Linked DNA regions of Mus musculus: all the other regions are linked to region 1. The links are chromatin contacts, called in public HiChIP or PLAC-seq and promoter capture Hi-C maps. All regions are on one chromosome and are shown on one strand. The core of a region is the stretch at or near the end of the contact, and the rest is flanking DNA. Distances in the headings are between cores, read along the strand shown.

Region 1 (4,151 bases), core at 587-3,086:
TGGGCCTTCAAGATACTTACTTTGGCAAGTCTGGTGTCTAGAGAGCAAATATTGACTCAGGACAGAGAGGTGAGGGGGCGGTGCATCGATCATACCAGGTGGTTGGGCAGATGTGGATTTCAACCTTGGATTTGGCCTGGCATTTTGAAAAGTCAATATTTTTTTAAGGCCTGCCAGTGGGCGAGGTGTGGGGGGGGGTCAGACGTGCTTGCAACCATGGGGAGGGGGCCATTTCCAAGAGCACCTTGGTCGTGCTCTTGCTGTGTGACCTTCGACATGTGAATCCACCTCTTCACCTGTGGAAGGAACAGAGATGGGGAATAGAGCCTGGCTGGAAGGTCCAGAGTCCCACTGTGCTGATGCCCCTCCCTGTCCAGTGTGTACCCTCTTCTCTCTTATCAGCCCCCACAAGCTCCAGCCCTTAAGGGTTAAGCACAGTGAGCTCATGTGATACTCGTTCATATGAATCATCCTTATGGCTCCTTGTGCCCAGCCTAGGAAAGGGGGCAGATGCTGTGCCCCCAAGTTGCCATGGCAACCCTGCTTGTACCAAAATGCAGGCACCTCAGCCCCAGACCCACCCTTGAGGGAAGCTCAGGGCAGGTCACCTGCGTCCTCCATCCTCGAGGAGAGGCAGCAGGGACTGCTGAGCGGATAAGAGGGGGAAGGAGCTTGGTGGGGGAGGCTTAGCTGCTTAGCTCCGCAAGGAGATGGAAGCCGAAGGGCGCTGCCGCTGCCGGGAGAGGGAGACAGACTGACAGCCAGCCACAGGTCCTCAGACTTCACCTGAAGCCCTGGAGGCTCGTGCGGCAGCGGCCCCTCCACCTCCCCGGGGCAGCCGCCTCCCACGTACATGCCCCCACACGCGCGCACTCACCCGCGTTCCTGCACGGTGCTGCCTGGGGTGGGTAAGCAGTCTGGCACATGAAGTCCCCGAGGGACAGCGAGCGAGCGAGTTGAGACTTAGGGGGAGAAAAAAAAACAAAACAAAAAAAAAAAAACTGGGGCTGACGCCAGCTCCCTGGGCGGCCACCTCCCGAGGCCCCTCCTGCATTCCTGGGCTGTGCACCCCTCGCCAAGACAGGGGGCTGATGTCATTCCGGGCTGCCGGGCCAGGGGACCCGGGCTGGGTGGCTGCCTCTCCGGAAGTGAGCGCGCTGCCTGCTGGGCGGCAGGTTCAGTCGGCTTCGGGTTTGGAGTCTCCAGCCTGAGGACTGGAGATCTGCCTAGTTCAGACGAGAAGAGCCTGGAGAGAGAGCTGGCCGGCGGCGGTGGGCGGTGGCTCCCAGGTGTGCATGGGAGTTCTCCCTGCATGGACGGAGGAAGTGAGTTGGGGGTGCCAGCCCCCTCGCCCAGTTCTTCACAGCCACCTGCCCCTTGACTTCATCAGGGTTGGCCCCAGGGACTAGAACTGGACGACCTGGTTGGTTGACTCTAGGCTCCTGCTGGTGACCCCCTGCTGACCCGTCCCGTCCCTGTTTCGTGACCCGCACGGATGCCTGTCGGGCGATGTTTACTTTACTTGCGCTGATGTTCTCTGCCGGGCTTCCCATCGGAGCCCAGAACTTCTCCCCAAGGACGGTCACCGACAGAAGGACCAGGACCCTGGCAGTGTCGGCCTCCTAACTGCCTCCGCCTGCCCCCTCCTCCAGGCTGGCCCTATGGAGTACCTGGGCGACAAGCTTTCAGTGGCCCAGACACACATGACTCAGTGGGTTGGCACGGTGAGGCGGTCCTTCCAGGAGGCTCTGCACTTGGTGACGGCCACGGTGGGCACCGAGCGGAGCGGGGAGTCCGCCGCTCGCACCCCGTTCAAGCGCACCTCCTCCTTCAGACACCTGGCCTCTCGGAGCCGAGAGTCCTTCCGCCGCTTCTCCGCACGCAGCCAACAGAGGTTCTCATCCCTCCGGAAGAGACAGCCAGACTCTGAGGCCCCTGATCTTGTAAGCTTGGGGATAGATGTGTGTGGTTTAAAATAGCAGGGCAACCCTGGGAAGGTCCCTTCCCTCGGACTCCTGAGAGGGGGCCAACTCGTAGAAGCCTCAGGGGAGGACTTTTCCTATCAGTGATGATGGCCTTGGGATACTGAGGGGGATGTAGGCTGGGTTGGCTGCTCTGCAGGTGCAGCACCCACTGCTTGAAGCTGGTGGGGAACGGACTCCGGGCTCCTTGTCTGTGAGCAGGGCTGTGTGGGGGTTGGGGGGGCACTGCTGTCCCCACGGCATGCCGGCATCTCTATTTTTAGGGAAGCTTACTTGACACCTGCTCTATCTCCTCTTGCCCTCCCAGGGTGACCAAGTGGTCTCATTGCCTGTGTGCTGATTTAAGGCGGTTGCCTGGTTGCCACTGTTCAAAAGTGAGACACTGAGTGACTTCCGAGGGGAGGAGCTGTAGGGGACTGGGTGGAAGGTGATGGCAGGTCCTGCCAGCCTGGGAGCTTGGACTTGTGTGAAGAGCCCGGCCATTGTGGAGCGCCCAGGCCCAGCTATTGGGTTCTATGCTGTGAGACCAGGGTAATCATAGCCAGTGAGTGTAATCTGGAGTGATATGAGGCGGGTCTGGAGACAGAACGGTGACCTCGTGGGCATGCGCAGCAAGGTGCGGGAAGTCTGGCTGGGAGAGAGAAGCAGGAAGAACACTTCCCTGCCCAACTCTTGGCAGATGGTTTCTGGGACCTCTAATGACTTCGGGGACACTAACGTCACCAACCAGAACGAAGCTTAGTTGCAGTGCCCAATGTCTTCAGATAGCTGGCCTCTGCCCTGGGCTGAGTTGTCCCAGTTTTCAGGGGCGTTCGAGGCCAGACATGGGTTCAGTTATCCCTTTTTGTCCCCAGAGCCAGTGTGGTTATGAGACAGTGTTGGGCAGGGGAATGCAGCTGTCCGCAGAGACCAGGGGACTCAGCAGGGCGCACACAGCCACTGAGCCACTAGGCAGGGGCTCACCCAGGCCAGAAGCCATGCTGTGAGGCTGATCAGGGGTGACTCCTTGTGTGGGAGTCTGCACTCCTTTGGGTCTTGAGTGCTCGCCCATTCTCCGCGAAGGAAGAGCTCGTTCTGTGTCAGCTTGTCTGTCTCCTCCTGCCCCGTTCCCCAGAATCCTCTCCAGGAACACTAGCTCTGTTCCCTGACCTCTGCCCTAGCTCTTCTTGGGCTGTGTGACTTTGGATGCTGCCCTAAGTCTCTGTGCCTCTGTGCATGTGGAGTGTGCTCGCAGTGACAGGCCAGCCACCCAGGTGGCGAGTGGGTGAACATAAATACACCCAGAAGTAGTGTGGATTTCCAGGTCTTCCCACTCCTGCTTGGCCTCTCTCTGGGGTGGGCAGAGCTGGCATTGGCTCAATCCATTCTTAAGTCTCAGTTTCCTCCTCTGTCCAGTGAGGGCACCATGTGCTTGTTCTGAGATGCTGTCAGCACCATGCTGGCACATAGTAAGTAAATACTTGTAAGTCTGTCAGGTGCTAAGATATCCTACTGTGTGTGGTGGGGGACTTGCGTCTTGCTGCAAATCCACCTGGGTGAGATTGGATAGCAGCCTGCCTCTTCCCAGGAGTGTTACTTTGAGTGGATCAGCGGCCTCTGTCCTTTCTGTGCCTTCACTTTCCCCTCTGTGGAATGGAATGATTGGCAGACAAGGAGCACCCCCAAGTGGTGTGTGTAATACCTGGGTTCTGTATGGCCCCTGTGCGTGGCAGCCAAGCCCTCTCTCCCAAACCGTGCCTTCAGAGGTTCCCAACGAAGTGGGGAGTCCGCACACACCCCCTTTCACTCTGAACTTAAATGTTTGTCTTATGGGTGGGAGCTTCCTAAGGCAGGCAGGGGCGTGGGGCTGTAGGCAATCTTACCCCTCATCCAGAAAGGGGCCCCGGGCTGTGTCTAGAGGAGGATTTGTGGCAGCCTGGCTGGAAAGATCTCAAGCCAGCCTTGAAGTCATTGGCTGACGGCGGCCTCTAGCTGTCCCAGATAAGAAAGAAGGAAAATAAAACGGTGCTTAGTCCAGGACCCGGGAGGCAGGAAGGGTCACGGTGCAGAGAAAGGCTGGGTGTGTTAGAGGCCTAGAGACCTGGGTGGGAGGGACAGAATGGGGACTTGGGGGCACAAAAGTACACGGAGGTGTCTGGCTCAGGAGGCCTGGGCGTGAGGAAGAGCGAG
Region 2 (3,858 bases), core at 486-2,985, 660 kb before region 1:
TTATGAAGGCTTCTGTGTATTGCTAGTGGGGACAGAGACCTTAGCTGAGGACATGATTGTCCTTGGTCACCCTGGCGAGCCTTCACCCAGGGAAGGGAAGAGGCCAGAGGACACTGAGCTGACTGCCCTAGCCTTTTGCACTGCTGCTGGACAAGGAGGGAGGGTGAGGCGAGGGTGTCACCGAGGCGAGTAGGAAACTCCCAGAAGATTCCAGGGTGTATTAGCCTCCCTGCCTGGCTCCCCTGTGGTCCTCTCCTGACATGGAACCCTCTCTGGTTTGTGGAAGGGCACCTCACACCCCGTGATGAGTCTTGGCGCACACAGCTCTAGAAGCCTGTGAGTTCCTAGAGGCAGGTCTGTGTCTGTGTCTTGACTGGCTGGGTCCTGCTCAGCTCTGTCTGATCTTCAGTGTCAGGGTGTGTCAGCCATTTACTGAAACAAACAAGTGAATGAGTGAGTGAATGAATGAATGAGTGGATGAGTGAGTGAGTGGATGAGTGAGTGAATTAATGAGTGAGTGGATGAGTGAGTGAATGAATGAATGAGTGAGTGAGTGAATGAGTGAGTGAATGAATGAGAGGACGAGTGAGTGGATGAGTGAGTGAGTGAATGAATGAGAGGATGAGTGAGTGAATGAATGAATGAGTGAGTGAATGAATGAGAGGATGAGTGAGTGAATGAATGAATGAGTGAATGAGTGAGTGAATGAATGAGTGGATGAGTGAGTGAGTAGATGAGTGAGTGGATGAGTAAATGAATGAATGAGTGGATGAGTGAGTGAGTGGATGAGTGAGTGAATGAATGAGTGAGTGGATGAGTGAGTGAATGAATGAATGAGTGGATGAGTGAGTGAGTGAATAAATAAGAGGACGAGTGAGTGAATGAATGAATGAGTGAGTGAATGAATGAGAGGATGAGTGAGTGAATGAATGAATGAGTGAGTGAATGAGTGAGTGGATGAATGAGTGAGTAGATGAGTGAGTGGATGAGTGAATGAATGAATGAGTGGATGAGTGAGTGAATGAATGAATGAGTGAGTGAATGACTGGATGAATGAGTGAGTGGATGAATGAATGAGTGAGTGCCAGGTCCCATGGATCAGTTACCTATGGTGCTTCAGGGTATTTGAACTCCCCACCCCCTCTCCACTTCTGTGGAATGGGCTCATAGCTTCTGCTCAAACTGCCCTACTAGGGCTTAGTGAGGTCTCAGAGTTCAGGATGTCAGTACCTCAGGGAGTACCCTGACCCCCTAAGAATGGAGAAACTGAGGCCAGGGGAGGAAGGGCCCGGGCAGTGCCTGATCTCAGCATCCCCAGGTTTCCCTGAGACACCCCCACTCCCACTCTGCACCCTAAGCTTGGAAATCCTGAGTCACAGCTGGATTGGGCCACGCCACGGAGATTTTTTCCTTCCCACTTCCAGGGGCCCCAGATCTTCCTGACCTCATCCTTCAGGGAGTGTGGGGGATGGGACGGACCTCAGCTCAGAGTTCTGGGAACGTTCTCCTGGAAGCCCCTCTGTCTGTCAGTCTGTCTGAGCCTGCCCAGGGGACCTGAGGTCAAGAAGAAGCAAGCTTGGAGTGTGAAGAGGGTGGGACTGTGGGTGGCCCGGCATAGTCCCGCCCCACACTGTCCCCACCCCAAGCCCTCTTAATGAAATCAAGCTGGCCCTCCAGCCCAGCAGGGAGGAGGAAAGGGGAGGGCCTGGAGGCCGAGGCGGGCAGGCACCAGCCAGAGCAGCTGGCGGCAGACGGCAGGCAGACAGTCAGACCGTCTAGCGGGCCTGGCTTGCCTACCTGGCAGCTGCACCCGGTCCTTCACCCAGAGCTGGTAAGTCTCTGCCTCCTGCTGCTGGGGACTCTTGGAGAACTCCGCAGAATCCCTAAGTGTGCGTGCAATCTGTGTGTGTGTTTGAGGCCGTGAGCACCCATGTGATTAGATATGTGATTAGATGTGTGAGCATGGATGAAGGCGGCACGCGTGTAGTTGGGATGTAGAGAGGGTGCCAGGGCGACGTTTCCAGGGCCAGTGTGCTGCTGGTGTAAACTTGTATTGTCCCGTGTGTTGCGGTAGGCTGTGTTTGGGATGTCTGATGCACCACTTGGAATACTTGTGTGTGTGTGTGTGTGTGTGTGTGTGTGTGTGTGAGCTTATGTGTAGACTCTGAGACCTCAGGCTCCTTCCAAGCCTCTTCTTGAGGGACCAGGACCCTGTCCTTGCAGGCAGGCCCTGAGGGAATAGGCTAGGCATACAATGTTTCAGCCACAGCCCCCCCCCCCCCAGTCTCCTAATTGAAGCCAGGTTTCTGTGGCCTGCCTCTCCATCACTGGCCATCCGTTTCTGAGTGAGGGCTGGTAGAACAGAGGCTCTGGGTTAGCTGTCTCAGGTCCTTGGGTACCCAGTCCTTCCTTCGGGGTGGATTCGCCTCATCTGCATATTCATGGACATCTCAATTTAAAACAGAAGCTCTTAAGACAGAGGGTCTAGCAGGGAGAGCATACTGGACAAGTGCATCCACTTGCTAACATTTATTACATGCTAGGCACTGCTGTGACCTGTCCCCATTGCGCAGATGTGGAAACTGGAGCTCAAAGGGTTGACATGCCCAACCCTTTGGGAGGGTATAGTCGAGCTGTTCTGAGCCACCTCTCCATCAGGGGCTCTCTCTGTTGGGCAGGCTGTTTACAGTCTGACTGAGTTCCCTCTGGTGCGAATCCTGAGTGCTTGTATAGGAGCAGGCAGGCAAAGGACGTCTGGCACATCAGCAATCATTTCAGACCTGTTCAGGTCAGTTCTTCTGTTCCCCAGAGGGGAAACTGAGGCTTGGAGAATTTAAGGGTCCCATGACCATCTCCATGCAGACCTGAGTCCTCTTGTTTAGTCACCTGCTACCTTTCTCTGGGAGCAAGGAGAGACTGGGGGGGGGGGTGAAGTTCTGAGAGTAGGGGGTCTTGTTCTTCAGAGACAGGAATGGTTTCTGCTTCTTCTTCTGCACCCCTTTGGCTGATTGCAAGTGCCACAGAGAGGTCAATGCTTTCTTGGATCCCCATTGCGGTCTACACGTGCGTGTTCATGCACACGTGTGTGCACGTGTATTCTGCTCTTTTGCTGGGGATGCGGAGCGGGGTGGGGGTGGGGGGGACGACGACAAGTGAGGACAGCCGTGGATCCGCAGAGGGGAAAAATCTGGCTTCTCCTGCAGCATTCCATTCCTGAGTTCTAGCTTTCCTGTGGGACCGACCCTGTGCTGGCACTTCTAGAATGTTCTCTCGCACAGTCCCGACAGCTCTTTGAGTATCAGCGTGGAGTCATCCTGCCACTGCCCATTTGCAGATGGGCAAAGTGAGATTGAGAGGAGACAGCTGGCAGATTTAGACAGGATGGAACCAGGGAGATCTAGCCAGACCAGTGGCTTTTCAACTGATGCATCTGAGGACTTCTCCGGTGCTGTGGCATTGTGGTCACGGTGGCCTGTCCCTCTGGAGCAACAGCCCTCACTAGCCACAACCATATTTTTAGACGACATCATAATATGTAGCTCAGGATGATTTTCGAATGTGCAACCCTGCCTCTGTCTCCCGGGTGATGACCCAGGGCTGTGGTGTAGTTCAGCACGCACAAAGCTCTCAGTCCAGTTCCCAGCACCACCCCAAAAAGGGGAGCATGCTAGGTCAGTTAAATTCTTGCCAAGAAAAAAAATTCGAACTCCAGTTCAGGCCCATCGTCCGGGCATAGTTAGTCATGTGTGCCCCAGATCTCAGCCTTGAAAGGTCAGGGATAGGGAACAGCCTAGATACTTGTGATTCTCCACTCCTAGGGAGAGATCTCCTGGGCGGGGGTGGGGGATAGTACCCCAA
Region 3 (4,308 bases), core at 1,327-3,826, 550 kb after region 1:
ACACGCGCACACACCTATATACACATGGTCATTCATGCAGGCACACACTCACACACACGCACACATACTTGTGCACATGTGCAAATACACACACACATAGGCACGCACACACACAAGGTGGGCAGGCTGCTGTCAAGAAGTATCTGTTACCCTTAGAATACAAGCTGGGTTTCAGAAAGGGTCCTAAGGTCCGGCTCATTGGGTGTAGACAGTCTGGAGACTGCACCAAGCCGTGGCCTTGAGACAGAAAGTAAATTCTAACTGGGATTTCCAAGGGTCTTGGTAGAAGTAGGTGCAGGAGCTGCGGGACTGTGTGCAGTGCAGTCATATTCCCACTCTGTGCTGCAGATGTTCAGGGCTCCCTCCTGTCAACGCTGATGGCAGTTGCCCAATTCTGCCCTGTCTCTAGGAAATCCCAGCTAAAGAAACCTCCTACCTCTGAGGTAGGGTGAGACCCTAGGTCAATTCCCAAGAGAAAGAGGAAGAGGAGGGAGAAGATGGGGGTCAGGAAAGAAAGATGGCTTTCAGCATCTGAAGACAAATCCCTTGCTCACTGTCATGGTTTGTATATGCTTGGCCCAGGGAGTGGCACTATTAAGAGGTGTGGTCTTGTTGGAGGAGGTATGGCTTTGTTGGAGTAGGTGTGGCCTTGTTGAAGTAGATGTGGCCTTGTTGGAGGAGGTGTGGCCCTGTTGGAAAAGGTATGGCCCTGTTAGAATAGGTGTGGCTTTGTTGGAGTAGATGTGGCCCTGTTGGAGTAGGTGTGTCACTGTGGGCGTGGGTTTAAGACCCTCTACACCCTAACTGCCTAGAAGCCAGTCTTCTGCTAGCAGCTTTCAGATAAAGATGTAGAACTCTCAGGTCCTCCTGCACCATGCCTGCCTGGATGCTGCCACGCTCCCACCTTGATGATACTGGACTGAACCTCTGAACCTGTAAGCCAGCCCTAATTAAATGCTGCCTTTATAAGAGTTGCCTTGGTCATGTTGTCTGTTCACAGAAGTAAAACCTGAGACACTCAGTAGCACTTCCAGCCTTTTCGATGTATTTTCTTCATATTTGTGTGTGCTGGGGGGGGGGGGGAGTAGTTTGCAAAAGAAAAACACATGATTACATAGAACTCGTTTCTCATTCTTTCTTGCTCTTTTTAAGCCCCCCTCCACCCCCGCTGTGGAGCTTTAGATTTTCACACCTCTGCAATGACAGACAGGCAGAGCTTGTAACGTGCCTGTATCTGATCAGCGTGGCTCGTCTAGCCTCACCTTCTGTTCTTTGGTTCTCACTACTACAGATGACCATGCAAGGATGGGTGTGTACAAGTGTATGCTCATGCATACTATGATAGCTGTGCACATATATATTACTCTTCTGTGTGTGTGTATGTGTGCGTGTGTGTAAAACAATGCTCATGCACACCATGACAGCTGGATATATACACATTACTCTGTGTTTGTGCTTGTGTGTGCTCATGCATACCGTGATAGCTGTGTATATATATTACTGTGTGCTCATGAACACCATGACAGCTGTACATACACATTACTGTGTGTGTGTGTGTGTGTGTGTGTAACGATGCTCATGTACACATATATGTTTGGAGAAGCAGGTCTGTCTTTGATTTCTCTTCGTCTATCTATTTATAAAGACTTTGACATGTTTATTTTCCTGAGATTTAAATGAATAAATAAATAAAACTCTAAAACGATGTTCTAGGCCGATGCCTCTTCTGGTCATTTGTGAAGCAGAGAACTTTGCTTCTTATTAATGAGGATTCTATTTACACTTTGAACCTCACCTGTAATTACTGGGTGATCTCGGGTCACAGAGTTCATTACCTATTCATAGCCATCGATAACAACAGCGCCCTGCAGTGCCCGAGTCCTGGGATCTCTTTGGTCATCTTACCTATTCCAACACAGAGAGGCTGTTCTTCCCAAGGAGAGGTCTCAGATCCTGGTCTCCCACTTGGGACTCTTCTTTGAGCCTCAGTTTCCCCACCCATAAAAGACAGAGAGTAAGCTACAGCCATGTGTGCCCAAGAGCTCCTCTGCTTCAGCTAGCATCCCAATAAAAAGCACCAGCTCACCATCAGAGCTAACCCCAGGATCTACAGGGTCGATATGTCTCCCAGGACATTCCCTCCAGGAGGGAAGGACATAGCTGGTACCATCTCCCCACCCCCACCCCCACCCCCACCCACGCCGGCTGCCTGTGTAGCTGCTACATAAACTACCCACAACCTTAGGTAAAAGCCAGGGCAGCCATGGGCATCCTGCCCTGTGGTCACTCAGCCCTCAGGAGCTGCATGGCCCTGTCTTAGTCTCCAGTGTAGGAGATGCAATCTGTCCAGCTTGCTTCCTGTTCCTGGAGAGCCAGCCTGCTTTTGCAAGAAACTGACAAAAGGGCTTGAAGCCTTCACGCCTTCATGTCACACAGCCCAACATGAGTGTGATGAACGAACAAAAATGCAGGGTTACAGGTGAGTGATAGAGGGCAAGGTGAGGTCACAGAGGTGAAAGTGACCACTCCCTGGGAAGGTGCAGGCCACAAGGAGGGCTTCAGGTGCTGTGTGCACAGACACATGGAAGGCAGCTGTGTAGGTGAACACTGCAGCTCACACCTGCCCTGTGTCCTCCGTGGGTGACATCCAGCTGTCCACACCTTAAGCCCTGATGTCTGAGGGTTCTCTAGATGTCTGGTAAGTTAGTTCATGACGCCCAGCAGTTAGGGATTAGGAACTGAGAGGAGCCGGTACTACACATGCAGATGCCCAGATCTCTCATCTACTGGGGATGATCTTGAGGCTACTGTATTTCAGGGCTCTACTTGTGTAGCTCAGGAGTGTGGGGCCCCAGCCACTATAAGAGGAATGCTCTATGGCTGCTCCCTCTTCTCAGGCTCACTTCTCCATTTCACCCCTGCATCCCAGTCCTTGCTTAAAGGTCGCCTGCCCAGGACCCCAAGAGAAGTTGACTGTGGAATGAATTTGTGACTGAATGTTAACACACAGAGCCAGGGAGCTGCAACACTGTACACCAAGATCATAAGGCCCTGTGGGAGTGGTGACACCCCACAGGCAGACAGAGCTCCAAGGGGCACGAGTACCCAGGGACATGAGTACCAGTATGTGTTTTGAAAATGTCAGTGACAGAAACACCAGGGCAGTCCATGGTGGGATACTTGTGATCTGCACAGTGAGCACGTAGTTCACCATTTGGTATTTGGAAGGGGGGGAGAAGGGAGGGAAGGGAAGGAGAGAGGGGAGGAAGGGAGGAAGGGAGGAAGGGGAGGAGGGAATGATGGAGGGAGAGGAGGGAGGGAAGAAGGGAGGGAGGAAGCAAGAGTAGGGAGGGATAGAAGGGAGGGAGAAAGAGAAGAAGGGAGTAGAGGGAAGGAAAAAGGGGAGAAGGGAGGATGGAAGGGAGGGGAAGGAGGGAGGAAGAGGAAGGGAGGAAGGGAAGGAGGGAGAGGGAGAGATGAGTTACAGCAACTTGAAGCCTAGCCTGGAGGTGTTGAGCATCGTGATTATCTTCTGTGACCTCCACGGTCAGAGCTCTGTCAGGCTCAGCTCCAGGCCACTCGGTCCCTCTGCGGAATCCAAAACATCTGCCTCCTTTCATCTCCAACATAGACCAATGATGTCACCTTGGCCAGAGACACCCAGCTCCCACCGTGTGCCTCCTCTGACTTGGACACCCACCCAGGTCCCACTGAGACACCCCTGTGTCAGGCACTTGTTCCTCACCATGCCTGGAGTTTCCCATAGACAAGTTTCCCATATCTGCTGGCTAACTCCTGCTCCCAGTTCCCATCACAGCACCTAGCACGTGGTGCTCACTAAACATCTGCCAGGGGCTCAAGGGCACAGAGAGGCCCTCTTGGTCAGCTCTGACATCAGACCCGAGGCTTCTCTGGGAAGACCCAGAGTTCTGGAACTTTCATCCACACTCTACGGCTCCCACCCTCAAAACATCCCAACCAAATAACAAAAAAAAAAAAAAAAAAAAGCATCCGAAATCTGATAAAAAGCCTTCAGCAAGTCATCCTGGCAGAGCAGCAGCTTCTGTCCCAGTGAGCACAGTCACAGGCAGCTTAATTATCCTAATTAGAAGCCACATTAAAGCACGATTATAACATAAAATTTGAATTAGCCATATAACACGCCCAAATTTTTCGGTATGCTTATTGATTCTGTTCCTCTGTTAATCAGAAGGCCACAGTAAAGTTAGATACGTCTAGTTCAATTAGAACAAGCTCTAGCCAATGGAACTCATTAGCAGCTGTCCCCTGTCAGGGACAGCGAGGTGG
Region 4 (3,937 bases), core at 681-3,180, 690 kb before region 1:
AGGTGGGCTCAGCCATGGGCCCCGGTGTTGGCTTCTTAAGGCGGCTGAAAGGTCCTGATGTGGCTGAGTGGAGCCTTGTGTCTGTCTGTCTGTCTGTCTGTTTATCTGGTTGGTTGGGTTTGTTTTGTTTGTTTGCTTGCTTGCTTGATTTTAAACAGTTTTATTTTGTGTATTTATGTTTTGTGTTTATCTGTGCACACATATATGCATGTGTGAGAGAGAGAGAAAGAGAGAGAGAGAGAGAAACAGAGAGGCAGAGAGAGACAGAAAACAAAAGACAGAAAACGTCTTAAAGACTCAGCTCCAGATTCCAGGACTTGAACTCAGGTTATCAGGCTTTGGCCGCAAGCACCTTTATAGGCTGAGCCCTCTCATCAGCCTTGGTTTGTATTTTGAGGCAGCTATGTGACCCTGGTTGGCCTGGCACTGTATAACCCAGACTGGCCTCAGCCTTTCAAGTTCTGGGACGACAGGCACACACTACCTCACCCTCTGGCTTTTGTTTTTAAACAACTTTCATGCAAGGCAGGGTATGGCCTTCTCTCTACAAGAGTCCTGAGCCTGGCTTTGCAAAACTGCAGGGCAGACCCTGGAGGCTAATCCCTTTGTCCACTTCCAGATCCACACTGTGCATGCTTGACCTCCAGTCTTTACCTCATCTATCTCACCTCATCTCCTGCCTGACCCCGTAGCTCACCCTGGAGTGTCGCTTTTACTGGAGGGTATGTGGTCATGGTCTACCAGCCTGTTTACTGGCTGGCCTCACCATCCCATGGACAAGGGGGATTGTATGAGACCAAGGCTGCTGATCAACCTGAGATACAGGCAAAGGAAATCTGTTGGGCAAAGGAACAGATAAGGGAGAAATCCATTGGGGAATGACCCTCCCTGTCTGGCGAGTCCTTGACTGTTGGATTTTTCATGGAGCAGTTAAGACAGGGTCTTACTTTTTTGTTGGTTTGGTTTGGTTTGGTTTTTTGGTTTTTTGAGACAGGGTTTCTCTGTGTAGCCTTGGCTGTCCTGGAACTCACTCTGAGATCAGGCTGGCCTCAAACTTAGAAATCTGCCTGCCTCTGCCTCCCAAGTGCTGGGATTAAAGGTTCGAGCCACCACTGCCTGGCGAGTAACTTTAGCCCAGGCTAGCCTCAGACCCACAGTACTCTTCCTGCTTTGGCATCCCCACCACTAAGATTAAAAGTGAGAGCCACTACACCCAGTTATGTAGAACCCTGTGAGAGGAAAAGCCTCGTAGCCCCAGAGAAAGGAGGATCCTGAGGCCAAGCTGAGCTGTGGAGACGTGGAGAGGTTGGGGAGTATGCACAAGAATGCATGTGACTCACACACAAGCACATGTACAAACACACGTGTACATGCATGCACACACGTACACAAATGTGCATATACACATGTATACACACATGCACACATGAGCATGCACATGTACAAATGCATGCACATACACACATGAGCATACACATGTACAAATGCATGCACATACACACATACATACACACATGTGCACACAAGCACACACGTGTGCACACACCAGCATGCACACACACAAAAAACACTCTATGCATAAGCTCCAAAAAGGTGGGTGATTTGCAGTTCCTGCCCCTCTGCCTCCCATTCTCCATCTCCATTGAGACCCTCCCTCCCTTCTGTCTGGCCTTTGCCTCCATGGCAGGGGTTCTCTCTGGTTGCCTCTCTCCAGTTGCCCATAGAACAAGGCTGTGACTCTTCTCTGAGGTCTCATGTAGAGGTCCCCTCACAGTAAGCACCCCCCATACCTTCCTTGAACTTTCAAGATTGTTATCAGTCCCAACAAACCGCCATCACACTGCCCACCCAGCTTTAATCAGACTTGTCACCAAAGCTGTCACAAACAAGGGGGTGTGGGCGCGTCACGTGACCAGCCTGAGTAACCTCATTCTCGCTTCCTTCTTCCACACCCTGCCGTTGGGGGTTGGCGGGCAGATTGGGACCACAAGTGTCTGGCAGTGTGGACTGGGGCCCTGTCACTGAGGCAGAGTCGTTTGCTTCTGGGCCCTGAGGCAGCTGCCCCATGCTCTGTTGGGCACGGTAAGTCTGATTCGAAAAACCATGGGGAGTGGCTGGGGGCCCAAGGGACAAGGAGCCCGCCTTTGCAAGGTGCCTGGGCCCTTGTGAGTGGTGCTGACGTTCTGGGCCGAGGTCTCCCAGGAGACTTGGGCTTCTCCATCCTTAGCTGAAAATGCTCAGCTACTGCCTGTTTACCAGGCTGGCCTTGCAGTCTCTGTGTGGAGGCTCAGAGAAGCCCGGGTCCTCTGCCCTGAAACTATCCCACCCTTCCTCTCAACTGTGGGAAGCTCAAGGCCAGAGCTGAGACTGAGTCTGGACGAGTCGTGGAGTTTGTCTCAAGGTTGTTAAGGCATGAAACATTCTTTGGGATACTCTCTCTCTCTCCTCCTCTTCCCTCCCTCCCTCCCTCCCTCCCTCTCTCTCAAATCAGATATGGTCTCCATTTGTTCATAGGCTAGCCTGGAACTCTATGTAGCCCAGGCTAGCCTCTTGCCTTGGCCTCATGCTAGGGTTATATAGGGTTATATAGGTTATATGCACCACCATACCAGCCTTCTTGGATCTAAATTTTTATTTTCATTTATTATTATTTATTAACTATTATTTGCATATGAGCATATGGCATGGGCACTTGTGCGCATGAGCAGGCACATGAGTGTTATGCAGTATGTGTGGAGGTCAGAGAATAACTTGGGGGAGTCAGTTCTCTCCCACAGTGGGTTCTGGGAACTGAACTCAGGTCAGCAGGCTTCCCCAGCAAGCACTTTGACCCTCAGAGCCATCCAGCCTCCACTTTAATCCCTTTTTTCTTATTTATTTATTTATTTATTTATTTATTTATTTATTATATGTAAGTACACTGTAGCTGTCTTCAGACACTCCAGAAGAGCACATCAGATTTTGTTACAGATGGTTGTGAGCCACCATGTGGTTGCTGGGATTTGAACTCAGGACCTTTGGAAGAGCAGTCGGCAATCTTAACCGCTGAGTCATCTCACCAGCCCTGCCTTTTTTTTTTTCTTAATTAAATCAGATTGAGAAAACAGTACTTGTTCATAGGAAATTGTTTTTTTAAGTTGGTATTATCATTATCATTGCTATTATTTTATTATTATTATTAATTTTTTTCGAGACGGGATTTCTGTGTAGCCCTGGCTGTCCTGGAACTCACTATGTAGACCAGGCTAGCCTCAAACTCAGAAATCCACCTACCTCTGCCTCCCAAGTGCTAGGATTAAAGGCCTGTGCCACCACTGCCTGGCTTAGTCTTATTATTTTTAAAAGTTTTATGTGTGTGTTTTGAGAGCATGTCTCGAAGAAAAAAAAAGAGAGAGAGAAAGAAAGAGAAAGAGAGCATTCATGTCTGAGCATCACATGTGCGCAGTGCCTTATGAGGTACAGATGGATGTGAGCCTCCATGAGTGCTGGAGATCCTGGTCCTCTGAATGCTCTGAACTGCTGAGCCATCTCTTCCGGGCTCAGTGTTTTTGAGAAAATCGCACGTAGCCAAGGTTGGCCCCAAACATACCGTGTAGCCAAGGATGACCTTAATTCTGTGCCTCCATGTAGGCCTGTGCCTCTGCCACACCTGGTTCACTGATGCAGGAAATCTAGGCCAGAGCTTCATGCACGCCAGGAGAGCACACAGCCCACTGGCCACACCCCTAGTCCATCCTGGAGAGCTTGAACTTGGGAGCTAATGGAGACCCAAGCAGGTCCCATCCCCCCACGCCTGCAGATTTGTGTTGTCTTTGCTGAGTGAGGTTGGGGTTTGAGCCCAGGCTCTGTCGCAAGCTCAGCTCGCAAGCTCTGCAAGTGCTCTGCCTCTGAGCATACCCCCCCCCCACCCCCACTCTAAGCCCTTTGCCCCTCTAGC
Region 5 (3,750 bases), core at 991-3,490, 600 kb before region 1:
TGTACAGGCCTCCCAGGGACACTACCATAGCCATGTGGCTTCTGTGACTCAGGCCCCGACTACTGCTGCTCTCCACAGCTGGAATGCTGGTTGCTGTCCTGTGTCCTAGGCCACTCTACATTGGGAGGTCCCCTGCCAACTATCTTCTGCCCGGGCGTAGACAGTCTGGGCATTTGCTATCCCTGTGCTTGCCCTACAGTATGGCTGCACTGGGTGGCCCACCTTCCCTGTGGACAGGTGGCTCTTATCTCTTGAGACCCTCTCCTTCAGGCCTGGGGGTGCCAACACCTCGCCCTCAGCTATCCCTGGCCCTTCCCATGCCTGGACAATTTCTGTTTTCTGGCAGTGCTGGGGACTGGAACCCTGGGCCCTTGTGCATGCATACCAGACAGGTGCTATCAGAGCTATGCCCCTGCTTCTAATGATGTGATTCCATTGTGGTGATGTGTGGTTGTCACCCCTGGGGACAGTGTGCCGCTGGCATCCAGGTAGGCTGCTGTAACACTCACTGTGCACACGGGGCATGCTTTGCACTGAGCTCTGTGCTTCGAGGGTGAGCACCCACCCACACTCAGCTTCCCTGAGTTCCTGGACCGCTCTCCAGTCCCATCCCCAGTGGTTTCTGGCCAGAGGGAGCACTGTTCTCAGGTGCTCTTCCTTGAACCACCCCCATGTAGATCTGAGGTGCAGCTCAGGGCCCACCCTTTGTGTGTCTCCCTCCAAATGCTGGGACACCCGTTCTCAGTCACTCATCAGACTGGAGTTCCGGACTGTCTCATTCACTGGGACGCCCTCATGCTTACACACACACAAACTGACAAGGCCAACCAAGTTGGCCAGCACACTCACCTGGAGACGCCGTAGTCTTGACTGTCAGCAGCCCTGCATCCCTGGAGGAGACACTGAGCTCTGTGCATAGGCTGGTGCACTTGGGGACCACAGGCTGTGCCCTGTCCAGTTTGCTCCTGAGCAGGTGGAAACCTCTGAGCACAGCCAGGCAATGCTCTTCCACAACTCCCAGCGGCAGCAGCAGAGCCAGCAGCGACCCCAGAGCCATGCTCAGCAGCGCCATCCACAGGAAACGGCCCCAGACGGAGACCCATTTGGGTTCGGCCACTGCCACCACCGACGCCATTGGCATGAGTATCATCTGGACTGAGGGCTGGGCCCAGAGCACTCGACACAGAGGAAAAGCTGGACCCTGCAAGGAACCAAGCATTGTAAAAGAATGAGGCAGTGGGAGTGGACCCGTTCCCAGATGGAGAGACCAGACACAGAATCGTCACACTTTCTAATTCATTAGGGACCACGGAAATGGGGGAGGGGTCTCATGGTGCAGGGCCAGCCTGGGAAGATTCATCCTAACCCATAGCTCCTCCGGGGTAGAGTGATAGGACTCTAATGCATTTATATATATTAACTTTCATAATCTCAGCCTACAACCCCAGGAGGTGATGTTTCCACACCGCCCTCCCCAGAGGAGATGCAATCAGAACTCAGAAAAGTGAAGTCGGGGACTTTTCAGCCCCCCTCTTAGTCCACTAGTCCACCACAAGCGACTATTGCCACAGGACACCTAGTGTTTGGGCTGTAACTCCTGCATACGCCCCTGGACACACACCACAATCTTCGATAAGGACAAATGTCTGGTGTCCTGATGTTACCATATGAATACCGACAGCCTCGGTGACCAATGTTGTGTCCCTTCTGCCCTTCCTTCCCTGGCTTGTCCATCATAGACAGGGAAACCCAAGGCCTGGCCAACAACAGTGGGTGATGATGCCCTACCTCAGCGAGGGCGAACACAAGCTTGGGGGCTGGCGGGGGATGGGGGGGGGGAGCGAGGGATCAGGTATGCAAATGCCATCTTGCCAACAATAAGCATTTATTGGGCAACTATGGTGTGCCGGACACTGCGCTGCCGGCCAGCCTTGCACGCTGTCAGCCCCCTTGCGAAGAGCGAGCAAGCTACCTGTAGCTCCCGGTTTACAGATGAGGGATGACGCCGTTCTGACAGGCGGCGCCGGAGCTCCGGGGCCTGACCCGCCACGTCATCACTTCGCGCGGCCTGTGCAGCGGCTCGAGCCCAGCAGACTTCGGCTTACTCCCGAAGCGGGGGGTGGGGTGGGGGGTGGAATGAGGCTGCCGCGAGCTCCCGCTACGAACCGGCCCAGGGCTCGTGCCCGCCTCCAGCATCCAAACCCGCGCGGCCGTTCCCCGCAGCCGCGGTCGCAGGCCCCGCCCCCACCACCTCGCCCCGCTCCCGTCGCCTCGCCATTGGACGGACGGCCGCCCTTGCCGCGGCGGATTGGCTGTCTCGACTTGTCCATCCGCCGCGCTTCCGGGTTCTAGAGCTAGCTAGAGCATCCCCCCGGGAAAGGCGCGCCGTGTGCCGCTTCCATTGGCTGTCGCTTGTGTGCATGGGGCGGGGTCGAGGCCACCGGCTAGGGCGAGCATTTGCGTCCTGTTTTCCCGTCCCAGCATCTGCTACCTTCCTGGGCCTCCACCTAGGCTCTGTGTGCTTCAGTTTCTCTGGTGTGCAATGGCAGTAGCCACATCACCAAACGTTTCCCACTTCTTAGTCCCGGTTTCACCGTTTGTCCCTTTTCTTTACCCCCTTTCTTGTCCTCTCTAATCTACTTTTGTTTTTGAGATGGCTTCGCACCGTGTAGACCAGGCCTGGCTAGGAATTAATTCACGGTGTAGCCCAGGTTGGTCGGGACTTACTGTGTAGCCCGAGCTGGCTTAGTATTCAACCCGGGTCATTTTGAGCCAACATGCCCTCCTGACCTTTTTTAGTTTGCATTCTCTGGAGCGGCTGGCTATGGCTTTTTGTTTACCAAATTAAGTTTTCTTTGGTGCAGAGGGCAGGGCTCCCATCTCAACCCACAAATATTGAACCGGAAGCTCCCAGGGCCTGCTTTGAGAGGTTACTGGGCACACTCTGGAGTCAGACGGCCCACAGATTCAGATTTTTGCCCTCAGTCTCTTGTGATCTTGGATCAGTTTTCTCAACGGCAGAATGGGACAACAGCTCACATCTCTTAATTAAAAAAAAAAAAAAAAGTTCGTGTGCGCGCACGTGCACAGAGATCAGTTTGCAAACCTGGGCTTTCTCCTTCTACCATATGGGTTTGTGGATTGAACGCAGGTCACCAAGTTTGGCTCCTACCTGCCTTAGCCCTCAGGTTCTGGATTTGGGACTCTTTTCATGGAGCCACACAGCCCTGGGTTCGCATCCCAGCTCTGCCACTAGCAGACTGACTTGGTGGTGTCAATCTACTTTACTGATCTGTCACCTGCAGGTAGCTTAAATTGGTCTGGGACTCACTGTATAGGCCAGGCTAGCCCCAACCTCCCGCCTCTGCCTCTGCCTTCTGAGTGCTGGGATTAGAGGCATATACCACCAAATCCGGTTTCAGCCTGCTTTCTTATAGAACCCCCTGACCAGCCCAGGGATGGCTCCACCCACAATGGGCGGGGCCTTCCCCCATCAATCATTAATTAAGAAAATGCCCTACAGTTGGATCTTATGGAAACATTGTTCTCAATTGAAGTTCCTTTCCCTCCAGATAACGCTAGTGCGGTGATTCTCAACCTGTGGGCCATGACCCCACAGGGCTCTCATATTAGCTATTTACATTACATTACGATTCATCACAGTAGCAAGCGTATGGCTATGAAGTAGTAATGAAATAATTTTATAGTTGGGGGTCACCACAGCATGAGGAAACTATGTTTAAATATAAT

What was found. Promoter capture Hi-C pulls out the DNA fragments that hold promoters and counts their contacts. HiChIP or PLAC-seq counts read pairs in DNA pulled down with a chosen protein or histone mark.
Region 2: a contact with region 1 is called in a promoter capture Hi-C map of the C10 cell line, with 7 times the contacts expected there. The contact joins the promoter of Tmem119 here to the promoter of 4833439F03Rik in region 1. A contact is called at or near these places in 2 of 39 promoter capture datasets (both in the C10 cell line).
Region 3: an H3K4me3 HiChIP or PLAC-seq map of forebrain shows a contact between it and region 1, with 3 times the contacts expected there. The contact joins the promoter of 1700034G24Rik here to the promoter of 4833439F03Rik in region 1.
Region 4: a contact with region 1 is called in a promoter capture Hi-C map of pre-B cells, with 7 times the contacts expected there. The contact joins the promoter of Selplg here to the promoter of 4833439F03Rik in region 1. A contact is called at or near these places in 4 of 39 promoter capture datasets (the C10 cell line, hippocampal neurons and pre-B cells), 1 of 15 datasets of contacts at CTCF or cohesin (pro-B cells) and 2 of 115 datasets of contacts at active chromatin or transcription factors (both in the 230-238 cell line).
Region 5: a contact with region 1 is called in an H3K4me3 HiChIP or PLAC-seq map of embryonic stem cells, with 3 times the contacts expected there. The contact joins the promoter of Ficd here to the promoter of 4833439F03Rik in region 1. A contact is called at or near these places in 4 of 115 datasets of contacts at active chromatin or transcription factors (VIP interneurons, embryonic forebrain, embryonic stem cells and 1 more).

The regions. Positions count from the first base shown.
Region 1 is chr5:113,135,497-113,139,647 of GRCm38.p6, reverse strand. 4833439F03Rik (RIKEN cDNA 4833439F03 gene) reads right to left here and starts at 1,836. Exons shown (of 3, transcript NR_166693.1): 1 at 1,671-1,836; 2 at 878-1,308; 3 at 1-296. The region is part of intron 6 of 2900026A02Rik (RIKEN cDNA 2900026A02 gene); the gene reads left to right.
Region 2 is chr5:113,798,273-113,802,130 of GRCm38.p6, reverse strand. Tmem119 (transmembrane protein 119) reads left to right here and starts at 1,735. Exons shown (of 2, transcript NM_146162.3): 1 at 1,735-1,831. Gm42004 (a long non-coding RNA gene) reads right to left here and starts at 1,565. Exons shown (of 5, transcript XR_878692.2): 1 at 1,480-1,565.
Region 3 is chr5:112,588,264-112,592,571 of GRCm38.p6, reverse strand. It overlaps 1700034G24Rik (RIKEN cDNA 1700034G24 gene), which reads left to right and starts at 2,576. Exons shown (of 5, transcript NR_045397.1): 1 at 2,576-2,698.
Region 4 is chr5:113,828,494-113,832,430 of GRCm38.p6, reverse strand. Selplg (selectin, platelet (p-selectin) ligand) reads left to right here and starts at 1,930. Exons shown (of 2, transcript NM_009151.3): 1 at 1,930-2,082.
Region 5 is chr5:113,734,272-113,738,021 of GRCm38.p6, reverse strand. It overlaps Ficd (FIC domain containing), which reads right to left and starts at 2,240. Exons shown (of 3, transcript NM_001010825.3): 1 at 1,973-2,240; 2 at 850-1,201. The coding sequence starts at 1,150.